Linked DNA regions of Sus scrofa: regions 1 and 3 are each linked to region 2. The links are chromatin contacts, called in public Hi-C and HiChIP or PLAC-seq maps. All regions are on one chromosome and are shown on one strand. Each heading gives the region's core, a stretch centred on a gene start, on an enhancer-like site or on the middle of the called end of the contact. The rest is flanking DNA. Distances are from core to core; before and after follow the strand shown.

Evidence for each region. A called contact is a pair of places that touch in the nucleus more often than the background predicts. HiChIP or PLAC-seq counts read pairs in DNA pulled down with a chosen protein or histone mark.
Region 1: an H3K27ac HiChIP or PLAC-seq map of alveolar macrophages shows a contact between it and region 2. The contact joins the promoter of AASDH here to the promoter of POLR2B in region 2. A contact is called at or near these places in 3 of 47 Hi-C or Micro-C datasets (blood and liver) and 1 of 2 datasets of contacts at active chromatin or transcription factors (alveolar macrophages).
Region 3: a Hi-C map of liver shows a contact between it and region 2, with 6 times the contacts expected there. The contact joins the promoter of PPAT here to the promoter of POLR2B in region 2. A contact is called at or near these places in 1 of 5 promoter capture datasets (liver), 1 of 47 Hi-C or Micro-C datasets (liver) and 1 of 2 datasets of contacts at active chromatin or transcription factors (skeletal muscle).

What each region holds. Positions count from the first base shown.
Region 1 is chr8:55,644,199-55,647,505 of Sscrofa11.1, reverse strand. It overlaps AASDH (acyl-CoA synthetase family member 4), which reads left to right and starts at 1,985. Exons shown (of 15, transcript XM_021101363.1): 1 at 1,985-3,092. The coding sequence starts at 3,084.
Region 2 is chr8:56,231,221-56,234,115 of Sscrofa11.1, reverse strand. It overlaps POLR2B (DNA-directed RNA polymerase II subunit RPB2), which reads right to left and starts at 1,386. Exons shown (of 25, transcript XM_003129037.5): 1 at 1,231-1,386. The coding sequence starts at 1,249. It overlaps LOC100621115 (nitric oxide-associated protein 1-like), which reads left to right and starts at 1,934. Exons shown (of 7, transcript XR_002346682.1): 1 at 1,934-2,895.
Region 3 is chr8:55,699,387-55,702,526 of Sscrofa11.1, reverse strand. It overlaps PPAT (amidophosphoribosyltransferase), which reads left to right and starts at 1,450. Exons shown (of 11, transcript XM_003482396.4): 1 at 1,450-2,279. The coding sequence starts at 2,152. It overlaps PAICS (multifunctional protein ADE2), which reads right to left and starts at 1,827. Exons shown (of 10, transcript XM_021101375.1): 1 at 1,702-1,827; 2 at 1,276-1,342. The coding sequence starts at 1,728.

The sequences.
Region 1 (3,307 bases), core at 736-3,235, 590 kb after region 2:
AATAGGGATTGCAAGGGGGAAAATTTTTTTTTTTAATGTCAATATCAGAATTGAAAGATGATATTGCAATGAAACAGACATCATCCTGGCAGCAGTTCAGAGTCTACTGGAGCCAAGCAAGATTGGAAGGGCTTTAGGACAAAGCCAACCAGGAAGACTTGAACTAAGATAACAGTAGTGGAATGGAAGATGTTATCATTCTAAAAAATGCAGATGTGTGGGTGGGGTGGTGGAATGCGGATTGAAGGCCCCTCCTTCACTAGAAAAATGAGTTAGAAATCTCTTGGAATGGAGCTCCAGGACTCTGGAGTCTTTGTTTTAACATTGCCACAGGCGATTGTGACGGAGCTAGCTAGCCACTGGTTTAGAGATGGGGCCTGGAGGACACAGGATCTCATTGCACACAGTAAGGTAAAAAACAAGTGGGGTGGCGGGGGGATCTAGGGTTTCTTTACCAGCTGGATGGGTAGATATGTGTAATTCCCAAATATAGAAACAAAGGTAAGATACATGTTTGAACCTCTCCCCAACCAAAGACCCATGAAGTTCTTATGAACAAGGGTAGGTATTCCTTGCTTGACCCGCTGCTACAGTCTCCTTCCACCAATGCTGAAGGACACTTGTGTTGAAGAGAACCCTGTGCCTTTTCAGGTATTATGGAAGCCAGGCTGCCTTTGCAGTGCTCTAGGCAGAACAAAGCCGGAACCCTGATCATTTATAACTGAGCAAGGGCTCCTGTGCCATCAGAGCAGAGAGCCACACCCTCTGTTGTTGTTCCTGGGTTCCCAGAATGTGGAAATTCTCTGGCCAGGAGTGCCACAGCAGCCACCCAAGCCACTGCTGGATCCTTAACCTGCTGCACCACAGGAGAATGCCAAAGCCAAACTCTCTGGCAGAGAGTGTTTACAAAACAGCAGGGGTTTGTTTGCAGGGTGCCAAGCAAGGGAGTGGGAGACAGGTCTTAGATCCAGTCTTGGTTTGTAAGCGAGGGGTGCTTTAAAGGGGGAAGAACAAGGAAAATGGGATTAATCACCATTTCTGTCACATTTCTTACTGCTGAGTTGGGAGTCAATTTGTCTCAGGTTTAGTCTCTGGCCAGGTGATCCAGGTCAGTGAGCTCATCTTGCCCTGGAGAAACAATCTAAGTTTGTGTGTTAGTGATGACAATATATACAACAGCGATTTTAGTATATGAATGATGTTATCAACAACAGTGATCTTTGTCATCTGACTGGTTGACTAGTGTTCAGTTACTACAGGATTGAGGTCAGAGGGAACAGGAAAGGGAATAAAGTTACCGAGGAGATTAATCATACTCAATAAGGGAACTCGGTTTTAGGGGGACTGAGTTTCAGCTTCCTCTCTGCTACCAGCACAATAGCTTAGAAAAATTACTATTATTTCTCTTGACATTGTAAATAACTAACTTGCATGCTTCCAATTACAACACCTTCGTTAAAATAGATTTTTATTCAGGCCTGTGGCTCAAGTTACTCTCTCCCCCTCAAACCTGCTTTTTAATAGCTCCTAGTGAAAGCTGAAATTTTGTTATTTAAATTCATCTGAATGTTAGGGACTTCGTTTGCGGGCTTCACTGCTACAGTCACAGTCTCCGCAATGTGGGGAGGGTTTTTTTTGTTTGTCCAAGTGATGAAGTCCAGTCCCCTGCGTATTTCACTCTGGTTTCAATGCTCTTCACATCAACCCCCCGGGACAGCTTTATCCCCACTTTAGAAACGAGGAGGCAGCTGCCCGGAATTGAGGTTTCTTGGCAAGCACAAAAGGGTGCAACTCCAAGCAGGTCAGCTCCAAAGTCCCTGGAAGCTGCCCTCAACGCCTCTATACTAGAGCGGAAACTTGAAAGGAGAGGAGCTGGCGACACCCACACCAACTCTTTTCTCTGGTTGGCCCGGCACTTCCAGGAAGGGGCGAGGCGGGGCGGGGCGGGGCGACGCTTCCTTCCCGGGTCGCTCGCGATGACGTAAGCAAGGCGCCGCGGAAGGACGTCACGAGGCGACGCTGAAGGCTGTTGCGAGAGCCCGCGCTGTGCGGCACCCTGCGGGCCGCGCGGTGGGCCGGCTCTTCCCCCCGGGGCGCTGGTTTGTCTGTGTGCGTGAACTGGCGTCGGGGCTGTGCTGTCGGGACCTCGTCGCCACCCCCTTCCCGCTGACCTCTCCCCGCTAGGCCTTCAGACTGGACTTCCGCGGGAGGCAGTGTCCAGGCGGACGTGTGTGAGGGAGGAGTGGGGCGGCAGCACCTGGGCTGGCTGCGCACAAGTTTGCTTAGGTTCAGGGCCGCCGACAGGTCTCGGCCGTTTATCAGTGGTGCCTGGTGGATGGAGTGGTGCACAGGCTGCCCTGGAGCCCTGTGCTTTCTTCGGTCTGCTGCCTTAGACCTTCTGCTCCTTTCGCATGGAAATGTCTACCTCGTCTTGCTGGCGTGGTTTTGGAAAGCAATTGAAAAAAATCTGTTGGAGGCTATAAAGTGCATTGCTGTTAACGTAGTCGCATAATCTAAATTAAAAAGCCGATGGATACGGGAAAATAAGCTTTTAGATTATTTATCAATCTTTAAAATGGTAAGTCACCATTTAGGAAAGTCACCAAGACCTCTGATGACTAAGTATCAGCCTCTACAGATGTAAATAAAATAGCAGCTGTCCTAAAACTGAATGATCCTGTTACACATATAATCTGTTTATCAGATTTTGCTTGTTCTTTTTTTTTTCCTTATATGGTCCCAGTGTTTGGGCATCCAGTAAGTATAGTACTCTCTGTTGGAGCGAATGTATTTATGATTCAGTTAATGAAAATAAAAACTTAAGACAACAAGAATAGATGTTGCCTTAATTCTCTGTAGCATCCAGTGGGAAACTAGCAATTAAAAAATCTTAATTGTGGAGTTCCCGTTGTAGCTCAGGGGTAATGAACCAGACAGTATCCATGAGGACATGGTTCTGATGCCTGGCCTGGCTCAGTGGGTTAAGGATCCAGCGTTGCCCCTGAGCTGTGGTGAAGGTCAGAGACGCTGCTGGGATCCTGCTTTGCTGTGGCTGTGGTGTCCCCTAGGTTGGGAACTTCCATATGACACAGGTGTGGCCCTAAAAAAAAAAAAAAAAAAAAATCTTAATTGTGTAGATATTTGTGGGGAATGTTGGAATTTGTCATGAAAATGGCATTTTCTAAAGTAATTTTACTCATTTTAGAGTCTTGTCCTTTTCTTTGCTGTCAAGTAATTTTAGTGGTCTTTGTGTGGACAGTTAACTGCTGTATATGTTTTTGCTTTGAAATAATGCATTTTTTAAAAT
Region 2 (2,895 bases), core at 137-2,636:
CCAACAGAGCAGCTGTGAGTTCAATGCCTGGCCATCGAGGATCCAGCACTGCCAGAAGCTGTGGCATAGGTTGCAAATGCAGCTAGGATCTGGCATTGTTGTGCTGTAGGCCAGCAGCTGCAACTCAATTCAACCCCAGCCCAGGGAACTTCCATATGCCACAGCTTCGGTCCTAAAAAGAAAAAGGTATATATTTTTCGGAATTTTTTTTCTGAGATAGCAGTTAAGAAAAAAGAATACAATGATGCTAATAAATTTCTAAATGCAGAATAAAAATGAAACAGAAGCTTAAACGGTAGAGTTTAATTTTTTGCTTCAACTTTCTCTGAGGGAATAAGGAGAAATATGAGGAGTGTCAACGAGATTGGGAGCTAGAAGAAAATGAAGTTTGAAACAATAGCTGTGGAGAATGGAAGAGGAAGCATTAGAGGAGTTCCCACCGTAGCCTAACGAATTGGAGGCGTCTTGGGAGCACTGGAACACAGGTTGGATCCCCAGTCCAGCACAGTGAATTAAAGATCCAATGTTTCCACAGGCGTGGCTTAGTTCGTTAGCTGCAGCTTGGATCTGAGCCCTGGCCTGGGTACTCCAAATGCCGTGGGGCCGCCAAAAAAGAGAGAAAAAAATACATATATGTACATACACACATACATATAACGAAAAAGCGGTACACACTAAAGATGCTATATGTAAAAAGAAAATGAGTATATATTAGCCCTGTTGAGTAAAAAAGTCATCTCTCAAGATAATTTACTTAAGCGGAAAGCAGAGTGAAGGACGCCAAACAAGCCCAATCCCCCCTCCCACCCTGTATTCTCTGCACCGGCTGTATTTGCAGAGCCTAGCACATCGCCCAGCACAAGCTGACGTTCAAACATTCGACTATTCAATAAATCCACTATCTCTGACGTTAAGGGAAGTCGAGGAGCCCTTTGCTTCAGATGAACCCCAAACACCGGTACTGGTCGCAGAAGCCGCCTGCTATTTCAATACGGACGGATGGGGGTGTCACTTTTCCAGAAGCAGCCAGTGGAGACAACAAACGTTATAAATGCTGCGCTCCCCGCCGGTCCACCCTCCTAGTTCGTCCCCGGCCCGGGGATGGAGGGGAAAACGCCTGGGGACCCCGCGCGGCGGGCGGGGAAGAAGGCCTCAAACCCTCGACTCGCCCGGCTCCCACGTTTCCCCCCTCCGACGGTTCGCCGCGCAGTGTTCTAAAGGGTCACCTACCCTCGTCCGCGTCATACATGTTGGCACACGACCCCGGAGCTCCCAATCCTCGAAGTGAAACGCAGGACACCGCCAGCAGCCACCGCCAGCAGGCTCCCCCCGGCCGCAGCGCCAGGCAAAGTGATTTCCGTTTCCGGCGCTCCCAGAATATCCTGCGGCTCCCGCGAAACCCCGCCCACAAAGAAGCCGCCGTAAGGTTTGCGCCTGCGCGAAAGTAGGCTAAGGCCTGCGAAAGGTTAGTGCTACACATGCGCAGTTTGGGGGTTGACTCTTCTGTGGCTGCCCCGCGGGGCCGCGTCACAGCTACCGAATGAAGTCTTGTTTTGCAATGTTGTTGCACAAATAGTAGCCCCTGGAGACAATAAGATTTGTTAATAAAAGGATGTAGTTGTGCTTTATTTTTTCAGTTGCAAAAACTTTAAAAAAAGTTTTGAAAAATGACTACTCTGTACATCAACTATACCTCAGCTTTGTTAAAGTTTAAAAAGTGCGATTTCTGGAGTTCCCGTCGTGGCTCAGTGGTTAACGAATCTGACTAGGAACCATGAGGTTGCAGGTTCGATCCCTGGCCTCGCTCATTGGGTTAAGGATCCAGCATTGTCGTGAGCTGTGGTGTAGGTCCCAGACGCGGCTCGGATCTGGCGTTGCTGTGGCCCTGGCGTAGGCCGGCAGCTACAGCTCCGATTCAACCCCTAGCCTGGGAACCTAATGGTAAAAAGACCAAAAAAAAAAAAAAAAAAAAGTGCGATTTCTGAGCTGCAGGCAGCAGCCGAAGCCCGACCAAAGCCTCACTCGCTGGCTGACCTAGCCAACCCCGCCGAGCCCGGACCTCCCGTGCCTTTAGCTCCGCCTTAGGTGGGTTCTCGGGCCTCAGCGGCTTCATCGCGAGATCTCACGAGATGCGATCGGGAGGAGGAGCCGAAGGGCGACGCTGACCAATGACAGCTCTCTGGTCGTCCCAGGCTTTTTCCGGTTTACCAAGCAGCTGGGGCCGCAGTGCGCGTGCAAACCCGTGGCCTGCGCTTGGCCCGCGCCCACGTGCCCATGCCGCCCGCGCGCCTCGCTCCTAGGCTGCTGTGCGGCCTCCTGCGAGGTGGCTCTCCCACGGCCAGGCGCCTTGGTCTCCGGGACGCGCTCCTGGCAAACCGGTGGCCCGCCCCTGGCCCGCGCCCGCGTTTCCATGCTGCCCACGCGCCTCGCTCCTAGGCTGCTGTGCGGCTTCCTGCAGGGAGCCTCTCCCACGGCCGCGCGCCTTGGTCTCCAGGACGCGCTCCTGGAGAGGAGATGTGCGGCCAGCCTTTCATCCCAGCGCCCGTGGGCCCTGGGCCGGGGGCGTTCTCGGTACCGGACTGCGACTGGGGGCAGCGAAGGAAGGGCCGACCTAGAGGAGAGTTTTCTGTTCCCCGAGTACATCCCGGAGCCGGAGCCCGCACCGACCCTCCAAGACCAGCTACGAGAGGTGCAGCAGCGGCAAGAAGAGAACGAACGACAGATGCAGCAGCGGCGGGAGGAGCGGCGCCAGCAGAAGCTCCGGGCCGCTCGGCGGGTGCAGCGGGCGCAGCCGGTCGTGGGGCACCCGGACCCGACGGTGGCACCCAGCGGCCTGAACTGTTCGGGATGCGGGGCGGAGCTGCACTGCCAGGACCCCGGCGTGCCCGGCTACCT
Region 3 (3,140 bases), core at 201-2,700, 530 kb after region 2:
ATCATTTCATCTGTTTCTTTTTTTTTTAAATGTGGCTACTAGAAAACAAAGTTACATATAGTTTATAACATTGTGTTTCAATTAGACAGACCTGTTCTAGAAAAAACAGCATAGAGAACCAGAGGGAGTAATGACTTTGGTAAATTAACCTGACTGGAATGTACGCTTAGGATTCACAAGAGAGAAAAAGCAAAGTAAAGGTTGAAGAGGTAGGAAGGGGGTGATAGGCAGGATAGGAATGAAAGGTTCTTTAGACTGGATTTTAACAGCTTTTGGGTTGCCAGCAAACATTTCTGGGCAAGGAAGTGCAAATTAGGGAGTTCTCATTGTGGTTCAGCAGTAACGAACCCAACCAGTATTTGAGAAATGCAGTTAGATCCCCGGCCTCGATCAGTGGGTTAAGGATTCCCAGCTGCGGTGAGATGCGGTGTAAGTGGCAAACATGGCTTGGATCCCACATTGCTGTGGCTGTGCTGTAGGCTAGCAGCTGCAGCTAAGGTTTGACCTCTAGCTTGGGAACCTCCATATGCCTGCCGCGTGGTACCACCCTAAAAAGCAAAAAAAAAAAAAAAAAGAGAGAGAGAGAAAGAAATAGAGTATGGGAGGAGGGCAGTTTTATCAGTAAAAATAACACAAAGGATCTTTCCTGAGGATCCTAATCATGAGCGAACAAAATTAGTATTATGTAAATATGTAATAGGGTCAATGCAAAGTGAAGAAGCAAACTTTTTTGGTCTGGTGGTTTTGGAACTCTCCAAGGCCATCATTGGTACAAAAAACTAAAACACACACACAAAACTTGGACAGCAAATTTTAAATTTTTCAAAACGTTCAATTACTAATTTTATGAAATAGCAGGTTATTATTAACGTAACAGGAAAAAGCAAGACTTTGAAGAGTCGACACCACATGTTCCCGTGAACTCTTTTGCAATATCTATTGACTGCAAGCGCGATTTCCAGGCAGCTCTCCAACCTCTGACCATTTCTCGTTTTAATTACCCTTTGCTCCTTTTCCCCATGCCAGAGGCAGTTCTGGATGTTTCAGAAAGTTGGGAGGCTGGGAGCGCTTTGTTTCCAATGCACCGCTCCGGCGCCCGGGCCACGTGTCCGCTCGTCCGGAGGGGCGGGTGCGGGAAGCCAGGCACTGCCCGGGAGGCTGTGATCTGGGCAGTGAAGAGCGCACCTGTCCGCGTCGAGCCCTCGAGCTCGAGGCCGAGGAGCTGGAAGGCCGCGGAAGCAGGAAACCCAACTCCCCGGGCCGCTGATTACTCACCCTCAGCCGTCGCCATTGTCCGGAGCGGGCTGGGGGCAGCTGCAGCGACTGCACAAGAGGGAGGACTCTGGAAAAGAAGCGCAATCAGAGGCTCCCAGGGCGGGGAAGGGAGGCACGGCCCCAGACACGCCCCCGGCGGGGCCGCGGGATGCACGGCGCCCCCTCTCGGACTCCGAGCACCACAACGGAGCGGGACTCCCGGGGGTCTCTGCAGCCGGAGAGGAACTTGAACGCCGGGGGCCACCGCTTCTCGCAGGCTTCCCGCGGCGCAGGCGCCGCAACGCGGCGGGTGCACCGCCCTGCGCGCGGGCGCAGAGCCAGAAGACAGGAAAGTGGCGCGCACCGGCGGCCCCTCCCCACCCCGCGGCGGCTCGCCCACCCGGCCCCCTCCTCCGCTGAGAGAGCGGGTCAGAGGTTGGAGCATACCAAGTAGTGACGCCCAGGGGAAAGCATGTGGGGAGGGACACAAAAAGTTTACTTTCTCTGGGAGAGAAGCGACCTCCACCCAGCTAGCCTCATCACCCCTAGCTTGGATGCCAGAAAATAACGGAGATTCTCCCAAGCAGGAAAATTACCTTCCCTAAGGGCTTAGGTAAAGGACTAGCTCCACCCACGGGAGCCCTGGCCCCGCCCTAACCGCGGAGCCCACCCTCCGCCTCCGCTCATTGGTGGGTTGTGAGGGGCGGGGCAGGGGCGGGGCGAGCTAAATTACACTCACTAGAGGGGAGCACGCGCCGCCGCAGTAGCGAGGGTCCTGCCGCCTGGAAGGAAGGGGCTTCATCCGCGCGAGCCTCTGGTGCCCCAGGCCGAGCGAGCAGCTGGTTGGTGCTTAGACTCCTCCTGCGGCGGCCGCTCCCTCCACGTGCTTTCGACGACATGGAGCTGGAGGAGCTGGGGGTCCGAGAGGAGTGCGGTGTGTTCGGGTGCATTGCCTCAGGAGAGTGGCCCACGCAGCTGGATGTGCCGCACGTGATCACTCTGGGACTTGTAGGGCTGCAGCACCGGTGAGCAGCTGGCTGCGGGGTGGGGATGGCGGAGCCTGTGTCTGCATCTGCCCGAGTTCTCCACCGAGGACGGGAGGCGGGACCGCTCTCTTACCTGGACCGGTTCCCTGCGGCATCCGCCAGATTGCCCAGGTGTGCGCGGAGATTACCTTGCCTCACCAGATTGCAGCCTTGTCCCTTGCAACCCTTAATGCTCTGTAGGGGCTCACCTAGCTCCAGTGTCGTGCACCCCCCATGGGTCTGGCCAGTTGGTAAGGCTCGGGTTCGCTTGGACTAACCCAGTCGGGGTTCCTACCGGGCTGCTTGTGGGTTTTAATCTCCCAGAGCCTGGCGCTGTGCTTGTGATATGCTTCTGTGGTGTGACTGCGGGTCCAGGACCTAAAGCTCGTTGGTTGAGGTTTCGCGCGGAGTCTGCAACCACCACAAGCTATTGTTTGCAAGGACAGAGCTATTGAGTAGATTTGTGTATTTGAACGTAGTTGTAGCTGTTGGAAATTGGGGATTCAAACCCGGGAAAACGGGATTAGTTGGTGTTCAAAAGGATCTACCGGTTGGGTTCTAGATCTCATATACATTAACAGAAAATAACACAATCACAGGGAGTAGGGCATCTGCAAACAATTCATTGGTAAACGTTTTAAATAATGAATGAAAATGTTGGTAGTAAGAAAATGCCAGGATAAATCCATTCTTAAAAGAGAGAGAGGAGAGTAGTTCCTGTATGACAGAATACCTATTGATTTTGGAAAAATTGATATAGATCCCTTTTAGTTAAAAAATAACTCTGCTTCGTGATCTTTCCATTTCTTACTAATTAAACTGGAGTTGATATAAACAATTCGGTTAAGAAATATAAACCTA